Regions from separate parts of the Mus musculus genome. Here region 2 is linked to region 1. Evidence: chromatin contacts called from public Hi-C data. All regions are on one chromosome and are shown on one strand. The core of a region is the stretch at or near the end of the contact, and the rest is flanking DNA. Distances in the headings are between cores, read along the strand shown. Region 1 overlaps Gm36865 (a long non-coding RNA gene). Region 2 overlaps Chd2 (chromodomain helicase DNA binding protein 2).

Region 1 (6,000 bases), core at 2,693-5,192:
CTCCTGTCCCTACTACTCTGGCATGTAACATATTAACACCAGGAAAACCAGAAAAGAAAAATGAACTGTTCTATACCTATAACTTTCTGTAAATCTGAAATTACTATACCAAAATGTTTACATAGAATATTCCAAAGACAGATGCAGACTCTACAATTTTTACATGGAATTCTCCTGAGAGGGTTTCATTAGGTTATGACAAGAGGACCCCAAGGGGACTAAACCTGAAGATAGAATGAAGAGCATGTGCTCTGAGGACAGTTATTTCCATTGAGAATCAGTGCTCACACAGCAAGAAGTCACCCACTCCCCTCACTAACCCTGTGAAAACTCTGGATTTCTGCAGAAGTTCCAGAGGTAGTACACCCAACAGGAAAGGCCAGCCTGCAATCAGCATTCTTTCTGCTGGATGTGGAGAAGTAAATTGCTCTCCTGCTGTACAAATCATTGGTCTTTCCTGTACCTGTGATATCAATCCATCTTAGAAAAGAGGAGAGAGGGCAAATTACTGGTAGTTATCTTCTAAAGTGGGTTTATTATTCATTCTTAAAATCTTCACTTTTGACAGGGCCATCCATAAGTTTCAAGTACTAGAGAGAGACTAAATAGCCTTTAAATACCTCTCCCTTATCTCAGAAAGTAGAATACAAATGAGACATTTGCTCACTGCCTTAAAGGCAGCCCCTCTTCCTCCTTGTGTAGGAATTAATTGCACACCTCCAGGGGTTTTACTGAAGGGGGACCAGGGAATTTCCCTTCCCTTCTAATCCTATGTGACTTTTATGTTCTTTATTACTCCAGGCTGCTGCTAGGAGCTGGACTGGCTTTGGACTGAGAAGTCCCAAGGTGGAGAGCTTCCCAAAGAACAGAATCCAAGCAGTGCCAGCAAAGGCTGTGGGTGGAGGCACCCCTATTGCCTGTGCTCATTACCCAAGAACCAAGAGCGCGGTGATAACAAAGCATCGTCCTTGTCTTGATCGTGATATGCATCATAGAGATGGACAAAGAACCCAGCATAGATCAAGGTGACCAGAGCAATCACTCTGGGTACCAATTCACTTTTGCCACTGATCAGATGGAATTCAGAGACACAGCCCAGTGTTCCCTCTGCCTTTGATATCTGTCAAAGACTGTGCATCTGTCAAGAATTTCTCATTCTGCTCTCAGGACTCTAATCCAGAAGCTACAAAACAACTATTTCTCTGGTTAAGCCACTGCTGCTAAAATTCAAGATGCCCCTAACTTATTGAGGATAGCTTTTGTTGACCAGTATCAACCAGATTTCTCTGCAGGTAGCAGAGGAATAGATCGGTTAAAAAGCAACATGGAAAGTGAGTGGAGCCTCACTAATGGGTTGTCATCTTACTATAATCATTCGGAGGGGTGCATGACAAATGCAAGAGCTTTTGAAAGGTCATAAGGCCTTTCCTATCTATCTGAAGATCCAAGCAAACACAGTTATTAAGAGAAAAAAATGTGTCTGTATCAAACACGTATAAATTCTTGTGTCATTATTTCATAAATAATAGCATAGCAACCATTGATATTGCATGTATATGAAAACTGATCTAGAAAAGGTTTAAAGTTTGTGGAAACTTTAAATGCATAGACCAGTCACAAACATTACACCATTATATACAGACACTTGAGCATCCACACTGTTGGGTATCCTAAAGGCTACAAAATCTAATCACCATGGATACCAAGAGATGAGTTTCTAACATCTCATGAGCTATTAAGTGAGTAACAGAGCAAACTGATGGGAGCTATAAAAAAAAATCATCTTAGAGAAATTCCAGAAGAGCTACTAACATATTTCTCTAGGAAAATCCAGAATGCCTATGAAGGTATTTAACATAAGGCTCAAAGCAGTCCTGAGACTCTAGGAGGAAAAGACTCAGTGTTGTTAGTCACAGGTTCTGTTGAACCCAAATCACAAGTCTTACTGGAAAAGTGCAAAGAAAGTGAGGATGGTGGAATTGTAGAAAGGAAATGAGCAAGGGCTGGGACTCAGAAATCAGAGTCAAGGTTATAAGAGCAGATTGATCAGGTTGATCATAGACCCCACTGCTTCTTGATGCTACTTGAGCTGACCTTTGACACATCACTTTTGCTGGTAGATTTGCAAAGAAATATTTGTGTTTTCATGTTCATTGTTTCAACTCACCATCCCAGGTAGCAATATCCAATTAATTAAGCCTGGGCTATTTGACCATGTTCTAGCTGCCAGGAAGCCATCAACAACAGGCTGACTTCTTTTTTTTTTAATATTTTTATTAGGTATTTTCCTCATTTACATTTCCAATGCTATCCCAAAAGTCCCCCATACCCCCACACACACTCCCCTACTCACCCACTCCCACTTTTTGGCCCTGGCGTTCCCCTGTACTGGGCATATAAAGTTTGCAAGTCCAATGGGCCTCTCTTTCCAGTGATGGCCGACTAGGCCATCTTTTGATACATATGCAGCTAGAGTCAAGAGCTCCGGGGTACATATAGCTCTCTCTTGTGAGACTATGCCGGGGCCTAGCAAACACAGAAGTGGATGCTCACAGTCAGCTATTGGATGGATCACAGGGCCCCCAATGGAGGAGCTAGAGAAAGTACCCAAGGAGCTAAACCCTACAGGTGGACTTCTTATTTGGGCCTCTGGGTCGCTGAAGGCTGAAATGGAGCTCTAGTCTGTTGATGAAGAATCTCTCAAAATATGATGAGTTTGGTTGCAGGGTTAGCAAACAAATGAGCTTGGGGAGCCGAACCCACAAACACCTGCATTTCTGTGTAAGCAACACAGACATGAGTGTGGAGGAAAACACAGCTAAAGCAATAAAGATGTCTAAAACCACATGCCAGAGAAAGAAATTGGAAAGGTAACTCAAATATTATGTTTGCTGCTTAGAAGGAAAGTGGAAGGTCAGACTTGAAGATGAGAATGTCAGAACCCAGAGTCCATCCTGCTTTCCAAAAGGGTCTAGACCAAGGGTTGTATGCATTTAGAGCACTGTAAACATATTCAGAGAAATCTAGAGGGCAATAAGAAAGGTAAAGCAGGGAAGGTGGGCATAAAATAAATAGGTGTGATGAACTTATGCTGAGGACTAGTGTGGTTCAGTCCCACCTCTGTTCAGCTAGCAGAAAATAAACTCTTCCTTACAATTCCTTCCCGGGAGCAGTTGAAGAGAGCAGGTGACCTAACCCAGCATCCTTCTGGCCAACATTGCCTTTCAACACTAATGCACCTGTACTTATGAGCTCAATGTCACTTCTGCAGGAATCTCATGCTACAGAAGACAGAAAGAAAAGCCTATGAAATAGATCCTGAAAAATGCCCTAATACAAATAAAAACATGGAACTCATTATTGCCAAATATGACTTTTTAGACCGGTACCTCAAATGGCCTTGATTTCTGCATAGCAAAGCAATTTGTTAATAGTACAGACCTCTTCTCTGCTAGATAGTCAGTTCTCTTGATTCCATATAGTAACACAGATAAGCATATGGAAAAGATATTGCCTAAAAGTTGATAATTAGGAGGATCCTGGGATGAGACTCACTTACTCTCTCTGATGTTATCATTGAGAAATTATACAGAAAAAGAGCAATGGTCACTAGATTGACTGAGTCCTCTCTTGGCCATTCTTTTCTGTTAGAATGTATCCAGTCACAATAATGATCAGAAAGAACCATGGCTTCTTGGGCTTTCTGATATGAGCCTCTGTGATGGTTAATCTATCTCTATTACCAGCTGGAGATCAAGAAATGTGTGTGAGGGGTGTATGTGTGTGTGTGTGTGTGTGTGTGTGTGTGTGTGTGTGTGTGTGTGTGTGAGAGAGAGAATGTGTTTGACAGCCATCTATTGCTTATGCACTTAGTCCCTTGAATACATTCACTTTCTATAAGCCTTATTTTTCAAAGAAACTAGAAGACAAATGTTACTAGGATTTAAATGGTAATGTGGGCATGGATTGCACAGTCATTGCACAGCTGCACCTGGGTCTCCCGGGTTACAATACCCGTGTGTGTGTGTGTGTGTGTGTGTGTGTGTGTGTGTGTGTGTCTGTGTGTGTGTGTCTGTGTGTAATGGGGACATGTTGGGGAAGAAAGGTGAAAATATCTGCAAAGAACAAATGCAACAAACCCCCATCTCTTCTGCTTTTCTCTCAAAGGATGAGCTTAAGAGACTAAGTTTTCCCTGCCCACAGCAGCCTGCCCTTGCTTCTCCATGTTATTGGGCTCTCAAGAAGTAGCATACTCCATAGCAACCCCTCGCCTGGCCTGGGAAGAGGCCTGTACTGAATACTAAAGCCCCTGACTGGCAGCATGCATTATTCATCCTAATCATCCTTTCTGTTGTTAATGGCCTGTAAATAGTTGCTTCTGACAAGAACATTTAACACCAGCACCTAAGGGGAGGCAGGGGAGGGGAGAGAATGCAGATCATGAGAGATGAGCCTTGGGAACTGTCTGAGGCTGACTTATGACAGCAGGATGCTGGGCTGCAGAGGCTGACAAGGAGGCTAGGAGTCCAGGAAGCACTGGGGAGAGTCAAGCCCACGGGGCAGCAGACAAGACAAACTGCAGTGATGCATTGTGGGATGTTACTGTGTGGACATTAAAGGTCCTCCAAAGTTCCATATGCTAAAGGCTTAGTCGCCAGCCATGTGGTGCTTTGGGGAGGTGGTGAGCAGGCCCAGAAGGGGATGTTGGAAACCTGCTCCTATTCTTCTTTCCTTCCGCCCTCTCCCCAGCCCCAACCTCCCTGTTCTCCTCTCTTCCCTCCATCTTTCTCTTTCTCTTCTCTTCCTTTGCCCTCTGCCTCTACCTTTCCCTTTATTCCCCTCCTCCACACCCCCTCTTTCTTCCTCTTCCCACCCTACCTCTCCTCCCTTTCTCTCTTTCTACGTCCCCTTTCCCCCTCCTTCCCACGAGGTGAGGAACTTTGTGCAGCCAAATACTCTCACCATGATATCCTGCCTCACCACAAGCCATAGGACCAAACGACCATGGGCTAAAACCATTGACTCTGTGAGCCAAAATATACCCTTTGTTCTTTTAAGTTTATTCTGTCTAGTATTTTGTTCCAGTTCTAGAAACATAACTCAAGGTTAGCAGAGATGTGTGCAAAAATTGCCTGTGGAGATACCCGGTCCTTATCTGCAGCGCCTTCAGAACCCCTCCCTCTCTTGCTTCCTCTCACCTCTCTTGAGCTCCTGACAAACTGGATTTCTGTTTTCATTTCATCTCCTATGGCCCACAGAATCTGTCACCATCTGTGCCCAGAGGGAAAGGACCCACTTACTGGGTGCTGCATCTCTAAACAGGGTTTTCTAACCCTTAGTTTCTCCCTTCAGCTTTAGAATGTATTTATCCTCACCTTGTTCATGAGAATTGAATGGGAAAATGTAAGTAAACCTCATGATAAATACTCAGAAGATATCTGATAATAAGGTTCTACCCTTGCCCATTTTTCTGACCTAGGACTTAGAAATGGTCCCCACATGAAAAGTGTCTAGAGAAAGCCACACAGATGGTAGTTGAAAGAGCAAGCAAGGACAAGCTTAGATGGAGAAAGCCATTTGTCATGTCCAGATGTCCAAACGCACATAAGTACATTGATTTCTCTAAAAGTAAGGTAAAGAGGAGAATTATGGCCAGAAGAGAAATGTAGCATAAAAATTCCTGGCTTAAAGAGAGAAAGGAAAGCCAGTCCCGGTGGGGCGGGGATATGGTCCTTTCTACCTGGGAGGTTGAAGCAGGAGGATCACATGTTCAAGGCTTGCCTAGACTACACAAAGAGTTCAAGCCCCACCTGAATAACTAAGTAATAAAGAAATAATGAGGGCTGAGGACAGAGCCCAGTGACAGAGCATTTGCCTGGCAAATGTGGGACCCTCCTTTAAGTCCCACTCTGAAGGATGTTTGAATGGAATCCTTCATGCTGTCTAGGGTGTGGCTCCTACTTAAAGGACCTACAGCTGCCAGTCTCCTTTCATTATTTC
Region 2 (6,515 bases), core at 2,672-5,171, 650 kb after region 1:
CCTGTACCATGCCCTCCCTGTCAAGGGCAGAGCCAAGGCATACACCTAGGTCAATTTTGCTTGTGATACTCTGTTCAAGTCAAGTTTAAGTCCCAGATAAGTAAGCTTGGTCAAGTCACTTAACCCTCTGAGGCTCCCAACAGCTCCCAGCAATGTCTTCATCTGCTCCCCAGAGGAGAGGAACCCGCAAGACTGGGGAGGAGACGAAAGGCCAGTAAGAGGAGAAATCCAGAGAGCATTTATGCCCACCGGACACACAACCTCAGCACCAGATGTGAGGAGAGAGAGAATGTTCAAGAGCCTTGCTTGAAACAAAGAAACAAGCAAAACCACAGGCTCTTAAACAAAGACCCTGAAGGGTTGATCTAGGAGGAAAGAGCTAAATGCACCCACTCTCCTGCATTGTCAGTCACCAAAGGCCTGGCCCCCCCAGTGGTCAGTGGGATTGTTAAAGAAAACAATCCCAGGGGAACAGCATAGCAATGGCGGGGCCATTGGCCCGAGCCACACGCTGGACAGACTGTGGAAAAGCCAGGCCCAGGCAAAAAGTCCTTCACTCTCCATCAGATGAAAGTGCCATGTGACACTTGCCAAAAAAATATGTGGGGCTTGGAATTTTTTTCAGGCTCCTAAATTTAACCCACAAGAATTCTTTCCTAAATACCACACCGCTCACTGCCCTCCAGAACAGGGGAATTTGCATCTCAAATGTCCGGGGCCAGCACCTTAAGTCTGAGTGCTCCAGTCTTCCTTGTGCATGACAGTTGCTCTGAGTTAAGTCTGAGTGCTCCCATCTTCCTTGTGCATGACAGTTGGTCTGAGTTAAGTCTGAGTGCTCCCATCTTCCTTGTGCATGACAGTTGGTCTGAGTTAAGTCTGAGTGCTCCCGTCTTCCTTGTGCATGACAGTTGCTCTGAGTTAAGTCTGAGTGCTCCCATCTTCCTTGTGCATGACAGTTGCTCTGGTGCAGACCTGGGCCGAGGCCAGTCAGCCTGGCAACCGAAGAGCTTTCGCATAGCCTGTGAGCTACTCTCTCTCTCCCACTCCATCCCCAACTGCCTATGAGTATGTAGCTCAATGTTAGGGCCCTTGCCTATGGTGTGAGAGACCTTAGGCTCCTGGGTTGTGCTCCCCCCACCCCCACCAGAGCAAAAACAAGGAAAAGAACTCTTAGGCTTCTCATATCACAAGCCAGAGTTTGTAAGGGTAAAAACCAGAAAGGACTGATCAGCGAAATCTGATAACTGCCCGGGTAAATTTGGAGGGAAAACTTATCTGAAGACTGGCAGAGGTCCAGGAGAGCCAGGCAGCACTGGAGCCTGTCTCTCAGGCCCAAGCATGGCTCAGAGCAGCGGCTGGGCATGTGAGCTTGGGCAGCAGGCTGACTTGGCATCGGAGCTGGGCTCTGCCTGTTGCTAGCTGTGTGGTCTCCCTTGGATTTTTTTTTTCTTGAGCCTTAGATTCCTGATCTGTAAAATGGAATTACACGTAGCCACCTCCCAGGGTCCTGTGGAAATCTAATGAGCTAATTCCTGGCACAGATGCCCAACATCAACAAGAGAACCCACCGAAAGAGGTCCCGGTGGCAGTGGTACCCAGGAACTTAGTCATTGATGAATCCATTTGTCTCGGGACAAATCCTGTATTCTTGCTGGGGAGATAAACCAATAGTTGATACTTACATAATCTAACGACCCACATGGCAGCAGACTCCAGGAAGAGAAGCAGGTACATTCTGAGTGGCCGCCTAAGGAAGGAAGAAAAGGGATGCTCCTCTTTGGAGGGGTAAAAGGCATGTGTGACTAACTCACCACACGAGTTTCTGGAGCAAGGCATGTCAGAAGGTGGAGAAAGCATTCTACAAAGAGCAGAGTATGCGGGGGTGTGTGTGTGTGTGTGTGTGACGACCTGGAGCAGCCCAGCCCAGAGCTCATAAGACCTTGATCCCTCTCGCTGCCATAGACCTGAGAACCCTGAGCAGTGGCTGAAGAAGGTAGGGAAGCATATAGCTGCTCTCAGTCCCCTCTCATTCCTCCTTCAGGAACAGGATGGCTCCAATCCTCTGGACTCTGGTGGCAAAAAAAAAAAAAAAAAAAAAAAAAAAAAAAAAAAAGAGAGAGATCTAAACATTGGAAGAACCGGGCAGCATGTGGGTTATCTGCGGTTAGGCTGGAGTCTGTGTGCGCCTGCTGCCCTCTGCAGGACAGTTCTAGAATTACACTTACTCTGGGATGCTATGTCAGATACAGAGATGGTCCCACCTAGGGAGGCATGCTAGTGAGTTTTCTGTCAGCCTGAGTCACCTGGGAAGAGGAAACCTTAATTAAGAAAACGCCTCCATCAGATTAGCTTATAGGCAAGTCTGTAGGGGCATTTTCTTGATTAATGATGATGTAGGAGGGCCAAGGCAACGGTGGGTGGAAGGGACCACCAGGGCTGAGTGTGCCACGGAGGGCAAGCCAGTAGGCACCATTCCTGTGGCTTCTGCTTCAGTTCCTGCCTCAAATTCCCGCCCTGACTTCTCTGCATGTTTGGAAGGGCTAAAATGAAACAAACCCTTTTATTCCCCAAGTTGCTTTTGGTCAATGAAGTGAAACATGAAGACTCTTTGGAAAGACAGTTGGAGGGTGTTTTGTTAGGACAAACACGTGAAGGAATGTTTCATTAAAGTGGACACAGGTGTAAAAAGCTAAGGCGGATTCGTGAAGGAATGCTTAGCTGAAGCAGACACAGGAGAAATGATGTTCTACTAAAGCAAGCACGTGAAAGGACGTGTGATGAAGGATTCTTGGCTAATGACAGGCATCGTCCACCTCACATTGCATTTGTCGGGAAACCATGGAGAGAAATGCACCAAAAACTTGTGGCGGTGTGCTGTAGTTTGTTGCCACTTTCAAGGACTCGGGCTGACTGGATGCATGTGCTGAGGCAGGACACGTGGAGGACACGTGATGCTTGGAGGGTAGAAATAGGACTCCACAGAATGACGAAGAGAGCTTGGCTTGCTGGTACAGCTGGCTGTGTAACGCTTGTGGGTCTCTCGTCTTCACTGATCTTCGCTTCCCTGAGAGATGCACAGCTGAGAACTTCTCCCGGGGCCCCTTCTGCTGTCTGGAGCTGAGGCTGAGGCCCGGCTGTCTCTGCTAGGTAGTGTCACTGCTGTTGCTAACCTGATTCTTCTGAACTGGGCTCCTGGTGCATCTGTGAGGTAGTTTATCTGTGAGGTGTTTGCGAGTGGATGGAGCTGCCACTGCCTGCTAACCTGTGAACTGAACTGCAGATTTCCAGACAACAGACAGGAGTTGCTCCAAATAACCTTTCTAAACAAGTCCACTTCCCTCTACCCCCACCCCCATATCCTTTTTACTAACTCTGAAGGGGGGGGGGGCTACAAGAAAGGTTAAAGCGTTTAAGAACCATCATTAAAAACAGGATTTGAAAAAATTAAAGTTACAAGTCATTGTGTTTATCTCTGAAATAGAAAGCAAACATGGACAGGTTGCAGGAGTGGTCTCCATCTTCAGTGCGTCTAGTGGCCCGACCATCCTCTCTAACAATGTGACCAGCCAAGCACATATTATGTATCCTGCAGGGCCTCCATCACGGCTACCTCTGTTGGCCCTTGGTGGGGCTAACAGAACACACATCTTGTAATCTTGCTTCTTTTCTCCCTTAGGTGGCATTTTGTCTGCTTGCAGTTTGCTTGTCTAGAGTACCCACCCCACTTAAAATAAATTCCAAGAAGGCAGGCCCCATGCTTCTGTTGAGAACTCCCTCCAATGAGCAGCCTGTCCCCAGGATCTAGTTGTAATTGTGTCCTTCTGACACTGAAGCTCTTCGATGGCTCTGTCCCTGCTGGGCTCCAGAGCAAGCGGTGGCTTTACAGAAGCCTCTTGCTCAAGCCACTGGAGCTTGGTGCTGGGAAAGGCCTGACCTCTGAGAAGGACAAGCTTTGTCCTGGTCACCCCGACCTCCCCAGCTGTCCTCTGGTTCCATCCCCAACTAAGAATGGGACATTGTCTCCTGCCTGGTGGCCTTCTCTCTGCCCTGTATGCACTCATACAACACACCAATTTGCAACTGAAGCTGCTTCACAGCAGAGATAAAATGGGGTGGGGGTGGGGAGGACACACTCTGACTCCCATGAATTCCTTTATGCCACCCAAACACCACAATAGTGCCTGTAGTTAGCAGGAGTTCCAGGAAAGGCAGAGAGCTCATGTGAACTCCCCATGCTTGCTTGCTCTGAGGTATGGCAATTTACTCTGCACACACTGCAGGTGAAGACCATTGTTTTTGTTCCCAAATAAAGCCAGAAGTGTGGCCAGGGACAAGCCACTTGGACACATTAACAGTCCAGGACATGCCCGGGACCTGTCACCTGAGGGAAAGTCTCACCAGCAGGGTCTGGGCAGGGTGCCACTATGATCAGGGGCATACAGAAAGGTTTTAGCTGGTCCAGCCACATCCACAGCCTACTCCACAAAACCATGCAAGCCAACAGGCAGCATGGGCCAAAGAAGGTTCTGACCTGAAGTATGACAGACGGGGCTTTTAGTTAAAGCCTTGATGGAATTGCCAGGACGGCTCCTTTAAAAGCCACAGACTCTGTTCTGACACACAGCTGATCCTTAGTTTTTGTACATGACCTTTCTGTTGGCACTAATTGAGCAGGGTTTGTGGTGATCACCAAACATTGAGTCCCTGCTAGGGAGGGCTGGGAGGCAAGGGCCTGCAGCTTCCAGAAGGTGGGCATCTTGGCAGCAGTGGGCTTCGAAGCCAGCTAACTAGCACTTAGATTGTCACAGCACTTGTTCCTAAAAGGTTCCCAGAGCTGTTCTAGCTGCGTCCTGAAGCAGGGGGATCACCAGGTTTCTTCACAGGACCTGTCCTCCACACTTCTCCACTCAGGCGCAAGCGTTATAGACCCAGCAGCCTCCTGCCAGGCCAGGCCTTGCACCTAAGGGTCCTGGACAACTAGCAAGGTGGAGTCCCAGCGGCCGCCCTCTCCCTGCTGAGTGGACACATGGGTGTGTTTGGCACTAAGAATTGAGAGAACCATAAAGGTTTGAGTTTTGTTTCAAAGACACTTATGTGCAAGTTTTAAAAACCCTGGGCTTGGGCAAGATTCTCCTAAACTCCATCCTAGGACAATTTCGACACATAGGCCAGGTCACCTTTCCTCTATCTGGGCCATGTTGGAGCTAAGCCTGCCGCTGTGCCAAACTGCAAGTGAACATTTGTGTCACTGTTTCCATAAGAAAAGCGTTTTTCGGGGCTGGTGAGATGGCTCAGTGGGTAAGAGCACCCAACTGCTCTTCCAAAAGTCCCGAGTTCAAATCCCAGCAATCACATGGTGGCTCACAACCATCCATAATGAGATCTGACTCCCTCTTCTGGAGTGTTTGAAGACAGCTACAGTGTACAGTGTACTTACATATAATAAATAAATAAATCTTTTTTTAAAAAATAGAAGAAAATTTTTAAAAAAAGAAAAGTGTTTTTCCGCATTCAAGAATATATAACCCAGGGCTGGAGAGATGGCTCAGTGGTTGAGAGTAGTGACTTCTCTTCCAGAGGAACCAGTTTCAATTCTCAACACCCATACAGCAGCTCACAACTGTTTGTAATTCCAAGATCTGACACCCTCACACAAACATACATGCAGGCAAAACACCAGTGCCCATAAAAGGAGAATAAATCATGAAGGAAGTTAGGAAGTTAGGAAGTTGGGGAGGGGAGGGGAGGGGAGGGGAGGGGAGGGGAGGGGAGGGGAGGGGAGGGGAGGGGAGGGGAGGGGAGAGAAAAGAAGAGAAGAGTATATAACCCAACTGATTAACTGCACTAAAGCTGTAGGCTGTAGGCCTGATGTCTTACTTCTCTCTGGACAGAGGTGGATGTTTGAAGCAGGCTCCCCATGACCACTGTGAAAGATGAGGGCAACCTCTCATGACTCAGTTTTAATGGCTCCATGCCATTCCCTGAAGTACGCAGCTGTGGTTTGTGGCTGTTCAGGGACAGAAAACTATTTAGAACCAATAACAAAAATGCAACTTAAAAAGCTTCCATTGTCGAAGATGTAAACAAGCATGGACACACAGCTTGCAGCCAGCCAGGGAGGGAGACTGTGGCGTGTGCCTCACACCAGAATGTAATGTAACTGGTTAGCCCAATTCTAAAAATCCTTAGTAACACTTTTTAATATACAAGAATCAAAAAAGTACAGCAGTTTTACAATGTAGGAAAATTTAATACATACTATATAAACAACATTATTTACATCAGAAATCACCAGGACAGTGGCATTTTTCACAAATATAAATTAATTACTGTTTAGTCAACAGGTTTCAAAAGTCCACAAGTTTACAAGAAAAACCACCTGTCCCCAAATGAGTAGGGCACAGGTGGACTACAGCAGCCTGGACCCTTGGCATGGCTCTCTTCCCAACACGGCTGGCCTCGGCTACGAGAGCACAGGTGCTGGGCTGGACCACGGCTCCTGCTGACAAGTGGGT

The links. A called contact is a pair of places that touch in the nucleus more often than the background predicts.
Region 2: a contact with region 1 is called in a Hi-C map of stem cell-derived neural stem cells, with 2.9 times the contacts expected there. The contact joins two enhancer-like sites. A contact is called at or near these places in 1 of 484 Hi-C or Micro-C datasets (stem cell-derived neural stem cells), 1 of 115 datasets of contacts at active chromatin or transcription factors (stem cell-derived neural progenitor cells) and 1 of 9 other capture datasets (embryonic stem cells).

The regions. Positions count from the first base shown.
Region 1 is chr7:72,770,244-72,776,243 of GRCm38.p6, forward strand. All of the region lies in intron 3 of Gm36865 (a long non-coding RNA gene), which reads right to left. Among named protein-coding and RNA genes, the nearest start is that of Gm36865, 53 kb to the right of the region's middle. Within about 2 kb of position 3,943, at least 23 of the 459 cell types and tissues checked have an H3K27ac peak or open chromatin away from gene starts, as enhancers often do. A contact at or near this core is called in stem cell-derived neural progenitor cells and stem cell-derived neural stem cells, where this site is marked.
Region 2 is chr7:73,420,465-73,426,979 of GRCm38.p6, forward strand. It overlaps Chd2 (chromodomain helicase DNA binding protein 2), which reads right to left. Exons shown (of 39, transcript NM_001081345.2): 39 at 6,188-6,515. Among named protein-coding and RNA genes, the nearest start is that of A730056A06Rik, 48 kb to the left of the region's middle. Within about 2 kb of position 3,922, at least 49 of the 459 cell types and tissues checked have an H3K27ac peak or open chromatin away from gene starts, as enhancers often do. A contact at or near this core is called in stem cell-derived neural progenitor cells and stem cell-derived neural stem cells, where this site is marked.